2 separate regions of the Rattus norvegicus genome follow, and region 1 is linked to region 2. A link is a contact called in public Hi-C data. All regions are on one chromosome and are shown on one strand. Each heading gives the region's core, a stretch centred on a gene start, on an enhancer-like site or on the middle of the called end of the contact. The rest is flanking DNA. Distances are from core to core; before and after follow the strand shown.

Region 1 (6,783 bases), core at 1,618-4,117, 58 kb after region 2:
TGTATATCTGCATCACCCTAATGTGCCCAATCCCTTGTTGGTGCTTAGATAGGAGAATGAGAAGACACCCCCGCCCCTGCCCCTGCCATGAGACTCATTGGCCTGGGAGTCCCTGGGCCCTATTCTTACCTGCTGAGTGGCAAAAGGTGGGTAGGAGGCCCGGAGAAGTGGCTGTGCCCTGGGCCAGGGCTGCATGAGCAGGAAGGTCTCAGAGCGGGAGCCCAGAGAAGAGTTGGCAGGTGGGTAGTGGCCCACCTGCTGCACCCGAAAATGTTCAGGGGCATCCAGGAGTTCCAGGGCCACTGGCAGGTAGATGGGGTCCAGGGTATCTTGGTTACTGCCAACTGGAGAGGAACAAGGGTAGACATGGGATGGCTACAGAACTCACAGAGGTTGAACTGGGCTTCATTCTCATGGTGGGGATGGAGAGGAGAGGGTAAAATGGACTACAAATGTACCATCTTCCAGATGTAGGGGAGTCATCCCATTTCACGGATGAGGTGACTGAGGAACTGAGAGCCTCACAAAAGTAGACAGAATTTGAGAGTCATGGATCAGACTTCCCAGTTATTCCTTCTTTATGACTTACACAGAACTTATCTCTCTCTCTCCAGCAGAGCCTTTTCAACATCTCCTCCACCTATCCCTACAACCTATCTGCCTCAGATAGGGCATTTGGAGGGCAGAACTCCTCCTGCACTGGGAACTACTCAGTAAAAGATGGTTCCCAGTCGAGCTCTGTAGAAATGGAGACCCTTTTTGCTGTGTCTGTGTCCTTTGGTGGACATGGCTGGTCACCCCCTCCAAGTCTAATTACTGTCATGGTACACCTACACCAAATTTCCAAACTTGATCCCTTCTGGGGATCAAGCCCTAGTCCTAGCTGGGGTTCAGGGTTCAGGAATGAAGAGGGTTCTGGCACTCACAAACCATCAGGAGCTAGAATATTTGTTCATAAAAAGCACAAAGGTCCACTACAGCTATATTGATTTGTACTATAATCCCCAAAGAGTAACAATTCTTCAAGCTCTTAATCCCACACTGACTCAATTTTACATGTATTAACTCTTTCCGGTCTCACACAGTTCTGTGGATTAACTTCTATTACCACAAACTCCACTTAACGGATTTAGAAAATGATGTATGAGGGTTCTCCACCTCGCAGTGGACCTGAGAGGCCAGTAAGGAATTCACCGACTTGCTTCCCAGCCTTTCCATTCAATGCAACACCAGCACGCCACGTGGGCTCCACACTGTATGTACCCTACCCTCCTTCAGGGTCAAGAGCACATTCTGTCTCCTCAGGGAAGCCTTCTGTGGTCATTCAGCCCCTTGCTAGAGACCCTGTTCCAGCTCTCCTTGCCGCTACTGCTTTTTGAAGATGGGGAACTATCCTCCCATTTCTCCTGAGTACCTGGAACCGCAAGTACAGTCGATGTGCCTGGCTCTGCTGCCTCTCCTGAATTATGTCAACTCCAGGCTCTGTCTCACTCATTCTGGAATTCCCTCCACTCTCCCTGAAGAGGTTTGGGAGCTGGGGGCAGAGATCTGACTTTATGTCCTAGCTCTACTCCATGAAAGATGGGCCAGTCACTAGCATCTTGGAGCCCGGGTTTCCTCACTGGAACAGGGGTGGGAGTATTTCATAACCCGGTGGGCAGGGGAGGGCTTTGTAAGTTTGGTAGATCATACGTTGAAGTGAGATTGGAATGACAAAGCTCTCCTTCCCTCACTGTGGAGGGGTTATTAGGAGTCCCACTGGTTCTGCAGGGTGTGGAGCAGGGACCTGAAAGAAGTTCCAGAACCAGCTCTCTCAGCTCCACAGCTGAGCTGGGACGGTGGGGCTTTTCTCTGGAGCACCCCCACACCCCTGCACGCCAGTATCCCTAAAGGTAACAAGTGAGTGACTGTTGGCCCTTAGGGTGGTTCCAGTCCACCTTCTAATTCAATGCTTCCATAATTACAAGATGCTCAGTAGCCTGACTCCCACGGATTCCCATGGTCTCCCATCACTGGGAGTCCAGCCCTCAATGGGGGCAGAAGGGTAGAGACTACTTCACCATTTCCCAATTCCCATAGTATCTTTCACCTTCCAATCCAAGCTCATGTCAGGTACGCGGTAGCTGCTGCCCCTTACCCAGTGATGGGTACATCCACGAGGGCTCATAAAGGCAAGGCTGGGACTCTCCTAGAAGACTCCAAGGTTGGAGATCTCCTTGGAACAGGTAGAGAGAAGCGTATCTCTCGGGTCCCAGGCAAACAGGTTGTTTTGCATTCCTGTGACTAACTGGCAGGCTTCTGGGAAACAGCAGGTTAGGAAGTGGTAGTGCACGGGGAAGCAGGGCAGGAGGGTTAGATGTCGGAGCTGGAGATGGGGCTGGCTCGCAGAGGAGTTGGGACCGGGCTTGTGAGGATGGGAGGAAGAGAAGACCTTAGGCTCAGGTAGGAGCATCCAGGTAGTGCATAGGGAAGAAGGCAAAAGGGCTGTTGGCTGGGAGCCGGTTTCCCAAGGTTAGACCTCTCCAGGGCATTGCTCTAGGTTTAGTTCCAGAGCCCAGAGGCTTGAGGGCATTACTGGCGCAAGGCCTCGGCCGGGCAGGGCCAGGTCGCCCCTCCCCTTCCCTCCCTTCCCTCTGACCTCTCACGACTTCCAGGGCGAGAGCCACCAGGAGGCAGAGCCAGGCACCGTAGGGCCCCCGAGGGGCCGCTGCCGCACGTTCCGTCATCGAGGCGCACTCCTTCCCACCAAAGGCAGGTAACCGGCGCGCGGCTCAGGTGGCTGCGATCTGGCCCCACATCTCCCGCGCCCGCCGCTCCGGCCAGCCTGTTTCCTGCGCCGCCGGCTCGCGGCTGCAGTTCCCAGACAATGGAGCGGGAGCAGTGGGGTGGGAGGGAACGCAGGCACATGGGCTGTCCCCCTTCGCCCCGCCGGGTCCTAGTGCCCTGCGGATCCCCAAACCCAGAGCGCCCCCCGTGCCTAGGGTCGGAAGAAGGCAGCATCCCTGGAGACTAAGCAAATTGATGCCCTCTGCCCGGGAGGCACATGGTGAGTTCTGGGATTCCACTTGGAAGCTGATGATCAAGGAAGAAAACAAACAAAAACGTTTCCTCTGCTTCATGCCCTCCCTACAAGCATCTCGGCTGTGAAGGCATCTAGAATTCAGGAACATAGAGAACAGAGCTGCTGGGACAGAAAAGGAGAGGCCGAACCAGGCTAGATGGCAACCTACGGCCATCCGTGAAGAAAGCGTGTTTCATTACCAAACCCATCCCAGAGTCTCAAAGGGTGAAGGGTGCAGGCTGGTCAACCCTTCTGAGGGAGTCCTGACTCCCGGTCCGCCTAGCCTTGCCCCCAGGTAGTGTTGGGATTAAGTCCAGAAGATTTGGCATCTCCATGGCAACTTAAAGAGGAAAAGGAAACAGAAACATGCCTGGGCTTACACAAAACAGCAGAACCACCTGGAGCCACAGTGAGAATCTTATTGCAGTAAATTCCTGAGTCTGGGAGGGAAAGCCAGTTTTTCCAGGTTCCCCAGGCTAGCGCTGCAGGAAGGGGCAACTTTAGTCCCAACACTGCTGCAGATCCACAAGTTTTACAAGAGAGTGCATGCCTCCCTCCAAGAGGGAGGGGTACCAGGCACACCCTGCCTTCCTGAGCCCTCCCTTCCTTCCAACAGATTCCTGCTGGAAGTCCAGAAAGTTGGGCTGCCCCCACAGAAGAAAGTTTGGCAGCAGAGACTTTGAGTAAATACATTTTATTCAGAAGATAATAAAATAGCATGCACTTTTTTTAAAACCACCAAGCGCTGATAAAAATATATCACTGCAGCCGTGATTCCACATCAAACCTTATCAGTAAGAATAGATTTATTCTTCACATCTTGTGCTGGACCTGGCATAGGACACCTCCCTCCACCAGGGCCATAAAGGCCAAGGCCAGGAGTGAGCAAGTGCCCTGGTGAAGAGGGGTAAGTGCCAGGCTCCCTCCTAGCCCTGCAGAACAGATCAGGGCAAGACCTTGCCCTTCACAGCCACTGGGACACAACACTGACCAAGGGTTGCTCCTGGATGGCAGAGTGGACAGGAGTAAAACTGCAAGACAGCAGGTCCTCCTGTCTTTTTCAAGGTCCCTGAAATCCCCAAGGGAGATTTAACAGTCCCTACAGCAGGGCCCCAGCCTTTGCTTTGTTTGCTGGAGTGGGGATTCTGCAAAGGACAGCTCACTCTGAACACAAAGTAGCCATAGGACACTTTCCTATATTCAGTGTGGCAAGGGACAACTGGAGGGTGCTACTGACTCCTGTTAAGGCACTTGTAACAGAACATAGGTGCACAGGCCTCCAGACCGTTTCCTCCTCCCTTATCCTCAGGTCTCAAATCTCCTTCCCCTTCCCCCTGCTGGGCAGTGAGGAAGACATAAGGGCCTCAAGGGACTAGGGATGGTAGTGTGGCCGGGAGTAGGAAGAAAGGAGCTGAGGGTGTGGTCAGCCTGGGAAGGCCTTTTGAAAGGAAGCCAGGCAGCAGAAGGTTAATCATCACGGGAGATCAGTGGCAGTGGTGCTGGCTGAGAGCAGAAGCCAGGGCTGAGGTCTCTCCAACCCGCCCTGGGGGAGGCAGGCTGGGAGCCACCCCTTGACTGAGTACCTGGCAGAGGACAGGTTCTCTTCTCTCAGCTAGGGGCTAGCGCAGGGGTAAGGGTGTGAAGGGTTCCAACACGAGGCAAGGAAAGGGCTGGGAAGGGAGAGGGGGGGTGCTGCAAGGAGGGCCATGAGACCCAGAGGCAGCTCAGCTCTTTGGTACGGTGAGGGTGTCACTTTGGGATACCCTTGTCATTCTTCCTCCATGCTCCTGGGTATCTTGGCTGCTCGCCTCTGCCTCCCTCGAAGCTCTTCTATCTGGCGCTCCAGCCCTCTCACCTTGGCTTCTAGGTGGGTCCCCGAGCTCCTGGAGCCGGTGAGCCGACTCAGCAAGGCAAAGACAGTTAGCAAGGCCAAGAGCAGCAAGGCCCGGGTCGATGGGTCGGGCACCGACCTCACCAGGCCCACAAAGCCAGCCACGAAGAGGACAAGCTTCAGACCCCCCAGGATCCGTCCTAGCAAGGCCAAGACCAAGCCTAGGAGCAGGGACAGCAACCAGTAGATGACCAGTGCTGCTGCTCCCCACAGTAGAAGGGTCTGGACTTGGCTAGGGCTGAGCTTCAAGACCTGGGTGAGTTGTTCACCTGAAAGGGAAAAGGACAGAGTCAGCAATCTGTGGTAAGGGCAGAGGGGGTAAGAAATAGTGAAGAGGAAGGGACCAACAGCCTTGCATCCTTCCAGGCTTGGGAAACAGGTTTGAATCCCAACCTCCAGGCTTAGGACTCCTGAAAGACTACAACTCTTGTGGAAATGGAGTTTTATTTATTATATGAGAACAGTGTATGTGCCTCCATGGGCTATGGTTAACAAAGAAGGAGACAGTACAAAGGAGAAGACCTTTGCACGATGCTCAACTTGAGTAAACCCCTGGTACAGTGGTTAGAATCCCTAGCTCTCCCTTCTACTGCACCTCTGGGAACTTCTGCAAACAGCTGGGGGAATGTCTAACCCCGCACAGATAAACCCCACCAACAGCAAGGTCAGGCACGGCCATGACTAGCTCAGTCATTCTCTGCTACTCACCATCCAGCCCCAGGGCACTCAGCAACTGGGCAGCAATCCCAGACAGGGCAAAGCAGGCCACAGAGATGGCTGATGAGATGGCCCACATCACCTGCAGCAGGGTCTGTGAAAAAGACAAAGCCATCATGAGCGAGGCTCTTCTCTTCCTGCCTGGCCCTCACAGTCTGGACAATACCTGCAGGGAAATCTCTGAGCTGTTTCTTCCCCAGTGGACATGGGTCTGGGTGAGCAGTCCGTGGACTGAGTCCAGTGAAGGGACCCTTCTGCCATACTTCCTCACTGACCCAGAATCCAGGACATCTAAGACCGACATCAGTTGGTCAGCTGGAGCTGTTCTGGGGGTGGCAGGACATGCATTTGTGTGTGAATGGGCGAATCACTACCATCCTGTGGTAGCTGCCTTATGAAACTGGAGGCCTCCAAATCTCCTAGGAAATCATTAGGGTATGTGGAAAAATGTCCACGCAAGGCTGGGACTCGAGAGGGAAAAGGAGTCGATCGACTGTACTACATTAGGATTTGTGTGTGTGTGTGCCTGTGTACCCACATGGGACCATGTGGAGACCGGAAGCTGACAGCTGACGTCAAGATGCCTTCCTCAACTCTCCACTTGCTTTTTTAAACAAAAGAGTTCATTTTCATTTATGTGTCTATGCGTTTGTGTATGAATAGGTGGTGGTAGTGGTGGGGGTGCCACCAAAGAAGCCAGAAGAGAATGTTGGATCCCCTCGAGCTATAGTGACAATTGGTTGTGAACTACCTGTGGGTGCTAAGAACCAAACTCTGGTCCTTTGCAAGAGTAGCAAGCATCCATACATGCTGAGCTACTCTATTCCAGCCTCTCTATTTCCTGAGACAGCATCACTTACTGAACCTGGGGCTCTAGTCTCTGCTAGTCTGGCCAGCCAGCAAGCTCCTGGTATCTGCCTAACTCTGCTCACCACACTTTCCTCTGCTGGAGGAAACAGACATACACACCAGGCCCAGTTTTTACATATGTTCTGAAGATCTGAACTCGTGTCTACATGCTTGCATAGTAAACACTTGACCCACTGAGCCATCTTTCCAGCCCTATCTTCTGGATTTTATAAACCATTGGCTTGGCACTTCGGTATGAACTATT
Region 2 (6,252 bases), core at 3,431-5,930:
ACCATTCAAGAGAAAGCAATGGCAGGTGGAGGAGACGGCTCAGCAGGTAGAGACACTCGCTGCCACGTCTGACGACCTGAGCTCAGGACCCAGGACTCGCAGGGCGGAAGGAGAGAACCAACCTCAATGGGTTGTCCTCTGACCTCACGCGCACCGTCATGGCACAAACACGTGCAAACAAATACATGCAGTTTCTAAAAAGAGAACAATGTTCAATGCATTTTTATAGAACAGCACAAAACTAACCAGAGTCGAAATGTCTGCCCATGGGAAAACTGCTTAGGAAATCTGTGTGCTCATAGCCTGGCACTGGGTGCAGAAGCAGTCCAGAAGAGAAAGAGGCAATAAAGGCACCCTGGAGGCAGAGGCCGGTGGATTTCTTCGAGTTCAAGGCCAACCTGATCAATGCAGCACGTTCTGGGTGTGGGAAAGGAGAAGAGAAAGGAAGGAAAAAGAAACAGAGCCCTGATGACCCAAGGGATGCTCATGTGTATTAAGTAGGAAGGCAAGACACAGAGAAGAAAACAGTGAAGGGAGGGCTTGGTCACATGGTTGTACTTTAGTATACGCGTGTGTGTAAAAGGTGCCTACGAGAACAGAGAGAGCACACTGAAACACAAAGCACCTTCAGATTGCTTGTGCGAAATAGACAACAAGTGTTCCAATCTGCATATTATGATTAAGGAAAGTCCCAGGGCTGGGGATGTGGCTCAGTAGAGTGAGCTCCTAACATGTCCTGGGTTCCATCCCCAATGGGACAGGCAGAGACACCAAGGAGAAGGTTCCAGAGGAAGGTGCCACCAAGGGGACTCTGAACACAGGAAGGACAAAGCACAAAGGAAGCCAGGAGCAGTGTTAGCCCATGGGCCCAGCACCCAAGAGGCTGAGAGGAGAAAATAGAAAATTTCAAGTCAGTCCATGCTACATAGCAGGACTCTTTCTCAGAAAGTAAAATAAAATCTAACCGAACTTGCAGAAGAACCCAGATACTGTGGTGCACATCTGTAATTCCAGCACTTCAGAGGTAGAGGCAGGAGGATTATAAGTTCAGGATCATTCTTAGCTACATAGTCAGACCCAGTTTCAAAACAACAGCAAAGCCCATAGAAAAGTTTGAGGAACTAGGACTCTGGTTTATCTTGTGCCACTGAGGCCCATGGGTTCCTGTAAGCGTCTCAGGAGAGGGATATTAGAGAGGCATAGGGGAGGAGTCTATGAAAGAGAAGCGGAGATCCCACTGGCCATCCCAACATTGGAGCGAATTGAGTAACTGGACTCTTGGGTCTCCTCCCTTGAATAAGCTGTTGTATATGTCAGTTAGGTGCCAGTTACAGTCCAAGGCACCTACGCCCACTGGCTCAACCTGAGATGCTGAGAAAATCATGGGTGTGGAATAAAGTTGAAGGTTTCATGCTGGGGAGGAGGCAGGGTAAGAGTTGGAGCGGGGGCTGTGATATGAGATTGGATTTACAGAAAGAACCTTGTGGGAAGTGTGCCATGTGTCACTGCTGGAAACATGGTTAGAAACACTGGAAAGTGTTTGTAAGCACCCAGGACAGCAGCAAGCCAAGCCAGCAGCTACCTACACTTTTGCTTCTGGGCACTTAACCTGCAGAAGTAGTCTTGAGGGCTCGAGTGGGAGCTCGGAGCCAGAGCCTGCCTGAATTGTGCAAGGCCTTTTGTTGGGTTGAAGGGAGTGGGGGCTAGAGGACAAAAGAAAAGGCGGGGGGACTTCTGGATGCAATTCGCCATGGAAATCGGAGTCTGTAATTGGGACTAGTGGTTGGAGTGTCCTTTCAGCTACTGGGGCAGGTCACCGACCCCCTCTGAGACTCAGGTGACCCCTTTACAAGCTTACCTTAGTCTCACTATGTTATAGGCTTGTGGTAAAGATGAATCAGTATGGCATTTAGTCACCCAGGGCCTGTAATGGGGACAGAGTGCTCCCATATGTGTTGTCATTACAGATAAAAACAGGCTGTTTTTCATCACACTAAAACCAAAGCACACCAAAATACACACACACACACACACACACACACACACACACACACACACACACACTGAAGACAGCTAAATTCTCTGAAAGCCACTGGGGGACTGGCTAGAAACACACAGCACATTAAAAATACTTGTCATAAACTATTTATAAAGGGTTTTTAATGATAGGGTGGGGGTTTGCAATAGAACAGCAAGTGGCTGAAGGCCAGTTCACAGATTTCCATTCTTCCCCAGACCTTGCTAGCCCCTGGCCCGGTTCTAGCTTGTGGAGACCTTCCAGAGACCCCGAAGGGTTCAGGATCAATCTTCTGTCATGCTCACTAATGGCAGCTGGAGCTTTTCTTTGTGGACGGAGCCGAGAGAATGACATAGTTATTTTGGTCGTGAGCTGATAATGGCATCGGTCCCTCCTGTGAAGGTTAATGTTGACCAGATAGAGAAGCATCTAGAAAGTTAGGAAATCAGATAAAGGTACTGGCTTCCAAGGCTTTCAACCTGAGTTTGGTACCTGGGGTCCATATGATGGGAGAGAACAGATGCCTGCAAGTTGTCCTCTGACCATCCCAACCACACACACACAAAATAAATAAAAAAGTAATTAAAGATGGCGATTTTTTTAGGTATGTCTGAGGACATTTCCCAAGAGGATTCACTAAGGGAAGGGACCTAAGGGACCTCTCCTGAATGTGGGTGGCCTCATCCCATCGGCTGGGCACCTGAGATTCTGCATAGAATAGAATGGGAAAGAAGAACAAGCCAGTGAGAGCAACTATATGCTCTCTCTCTCTCTCTCTCTCTCTCTCTCTCTCTCTCTCTCTCTCTCTCTCTCTTCCCTGACCACCATGTGGTGAACGGCTCTGCCCTTCCAAGTGCTCCCTGACATGAAGGATCAACACCCCTGAAACTGTAAGCCCAGACCAATCTCTGCTCCCTTAATTCATCTTCAAATGTGTGTGCCACAGCCACAGAAAGCCTGGCCGGCACAGCCCTGCTCTGTAAGCTACACACGGGCAGCATCCTGATCCTTTTTGCTGGCTGCGTTCACTGGGCAGAGCCTCACCCAAAAGGGATGCTGAGAGGATAGAAAAAGATGGAGCTCAGTCTTTGCCAGTGAGGAAAGATCCTCAGAAAAAGAAAACACATTCTCCTTGGTGAGTTTCTCTCTCTCTGCTTGCTTTGTGTTCTTCTAAAATGTCCAGGTAGTCTACATCAAAATAAAAACGAATTCACCCACCCACTCACTCACTCACTCACCCTCAGATAAGTGTACCGGGTGGCTCACAGCACTGGTAAAATGAGTTTGTGTGCCGGCTATCCAGGCATTCTGCTCACGTGACCCTGTAAATAAAGCTAGAGCAAACCATATGGCCAGGTGAAGCAAAGCCAACTCCCTCCTGGGAAGAAACAGCTCCTACGATTGCAAGATCTGGGTGTTTTCCCTGGAAATGTCAGTATTCTCTAGCGGGAGGCACTGTGGGGATCATCAGGCTAAGCATTGGCAGGTTGGGGATCTCGGTTGGTTCTTGCCATTACCTTGCTGTGTGGCCCCTGTTTTCTCACTGGTATAATGAGTCGATGACCATTTCAATCTTCTCCACCCCTTACATTCTTTGATACTTAGATTAAAATCTAAAACGAGAGAGATCAACTACTGAGCTCTCACTGCGTTTCTTATAGACGTAGCTGTCCTTCCTCTGTTTCGTGTGGAAAATGGACTGGAGACCTCCCAAGAGCTCTCCTGAATGAGCCCCTTATCAGAACTGTGTCACTATCAAGTACACAGACACAGTATTCGGCAAATGGTCTAGGGACCTTGTTACAGCTGGGCAGAAATGAGGGCAAGATTTGAACCTGAGAAATCCAGCTCTTGAAGCTCCTGACTGAACCCACGTACAGGCAGGACAGCTCTTTACACACTTGGCATCCCATTGCAAGGCTAGGCCACTGTCACTGCGTGTGGAGTGCTCACAGCCTGAAGGCCACCAAGTACATAGATCTGTTTTAGTCCTTTGTTTGGACCTATGTTTAGAAGATTGTCCTATCCCACCGATTCACTTCTCCAGCCCAAGAACACAGCTTTTAAAAGCACTGTGATCACCATATTCCACAGCAGAAGATGTTCACTGGCTTGGCATCGTTCATGCTTCCCTGAAGTCTAAGGGTCCCCTTCCCTTTCTGCCAATGAGGCCAGGGAGATGAAAAGGGCAGTTCAGAACCTCTACTGTGGGATCCTCACAGTCCAACAGGCTTTGGGTGTCCCCTGGCCCAACGGAAGACAGGGAGAATAAGTGAGCCAGGTTCTCCTCAGTGCTGAGAAACAAGCCTGTTCCTGCTCGCCAATGTGGACAGCAAGCCCATTAACATTTACTGAACTCAGCTTCATGCTGGGAGCTGGGGCGGTGTGAAGGAGATAAGCGGAAATGGAGTGATACAGAAGCAGCATGGCGTTTCCAGGGCAGCAATTCATCCATGTCTCTTCTGCTCTCAGGACATTCTCTCTCTCTCTCTCTCTCTCTCTCTCTCTCTCTCTCTCTCTCTCTCTCTCTCTCTCTCCATGATTTAGAAAAGGGACTTGGGGAGAGACAAACAGTGATTTAAACCATCACTGACAATTACCACAATTACCAGCTACATGACCTGGCAAAGTCAGTAAGCCTGGCTGGCTATAACCTGGTACTGGGCACAATACACGGTGCCCGCGGATTTGCTTTGGAGGGTGATGTATGGGAAATATTGAGGGCTTGGGACATGGCCACCACTGCTATTACTCTTCACTCCGAGGCTCCGATCTCACTTCTCTAGTGCAACCCCAAGTGGATTTGAGAGTGCAGAGGACGATTAATTATATATTCCGTCCTTGACATCATGTGATTTTGAAGCCTCTCAGCCTTTGTCTCTGCACAAGAACAATCCCACTCTCCCCAAGGCCACATGCCCTCCCCGCCACCTCCCCACCTCCCCACCTCTCCTCTTAATCATCTCAGAGCTGCCTGTCTTGCACAACTTAGCTGCTGGTTTCCCTGACTCTGCAAACATGGCATCCGCTGTTCCTGGAGAGGAGATGTGGGCTCCGGTTGCCATGGTAACAGGAGTTTCTTTATATGAAAAGACTCCCTTTTTGGCCTCCAAACCTGCTCAGCTTGCACCTACTTTGCAGCTACCAGACTGTAAGATGAGAGCTACTTCACAGAGAATAAAGAACACTTGAAATAAAATTCCCAAGGAGCAGGAGGGAGGCTTTGCCTCCCCGCGAGCTCAGCAGCCAGCGTTCCTGGCTGTTCCTTTGTCTTGCACCTTTGCTCTTCACTAAGGATTCAGTCGACAGAGGTTAGAGAAAAGTCCAGGTCTCCTCCTAGCGTCTCACTGGGAGATCTTAGATGAGTCTTGGTATCTGGTTGGGGGAAAACCATCTGTCCTAGCAGATGTTGCAAAGCAGAAGGAATATCAGATTGGAATTAAATATGAGAGGATTTGAAACAAGCCTTGGGGCTAGAGCTGTATCTGTGCAAAGCGAGGACATGACCACTCCAAGGTATGACTGAGGGAAGGTTCTTGCTGTCGATATGAGGCAGAGCATTCGGGAAAGTATTAGACTAAGCATGGCCAGTAGACTCTACCAGACCACGAGAGGAGGGGCAGGAGAGAGTGAGAGAGGAAGAGAAGAAAGAGCAAAAGGAGAGAGGGCCGAGACAGAGGACCAGGAGCCCAGAGAGCCAGGAGAGCACATGGCCACTGTAGCAGGGTTAAATAGGAATGAGAAGTCCATGACTGGGAGAGGCTTAGGGCAGGGGGCAGGGTGAGAAGAGCTGAGAGGAGGCAGGTTGCCAGCAAGGACTCCATAATAGGTACTTGCAGTGCTGGGAGAGCCTGGAGGTCACTCTGGTATGCTAATAGTACCTGAATTAGCCATTTGTCCCCAGTTTCTTTCAGACCTGACAGTAGCTCAGTTGGGAGAGTCCTTGCCTGGTATTCATAGCACCCGGGGAGGTTCCATCCCCACCATCGCACAAACAGATGTGGTGGTGCACACCTGTATACTTAGCACTCAGCGGGTAGGGGGAAGAGGATGACAAGCTCAAGGTCATACTCAGCTACTTCTTGAGTTAGAGACCAGCTTAGGTTACATGAGGCCCTGTCTCAAAACAGCATTTATTTTAACATGCTCAGTTTTCCCTTCCGGTGGAGTGACCTCAGGCAAGTCTCTTCACGTGCTGTTCCTCATGGGTATAAAAAACGTCACAGGACTGATGC

What was found. A called contact is a pair of places that touch in the nucleus more often than the background predicts.
Region 1: a Hi-C map of prefrontal cortex shows a contact between it and region 2, with 2.6 times the contacts expected there. The contact joins the promoter of Tmem132a here to the enhancer-like site in region 2. A contact is called at or near these places in 2 of 12 Hi-C or Micro-C datasets (frontal cortex and prefrontal cortex).

Annotation. Positions count from the first base shown.
Region 1 is chr1:216,940,777-216,947,559 of GRCr8, forward strand. Tmem132a (transmembrane protein 132A) reads right to left here and starts at 2,868. Exons shown (of 11, transcript NM_001415950.1): 1 at 2,639-2,868; 2 at 130-344. The coding sequence starts at 2,726. It overlaps Tmem109 (transmembrane protein 109), which reads right to left. Exons shown (of 4, transcript NM_001007736.1): 3 at 5,661-5,763; 4 at 3,740-5,221. The coding sequence ends at 4,830.
Region 2 is chr1:216,880,726-216,886,977 of GRCr8, forward strand. The region is part of intron 1 of Cd6 (Cd6 molecule); the gene reads right to left. Among named protein-coding and RNA genes, the nearest start is that of Cd6, 23 kb to the right of the region's middle. Within about 2 kb of position 4,681, at least 42 of the 93 cell types and tissues checked have an H3K27ac peak or open chromatin away from gene starts, as enhancers often do. A contact at or near this core is called in prefrontal cortex, where this site is marked.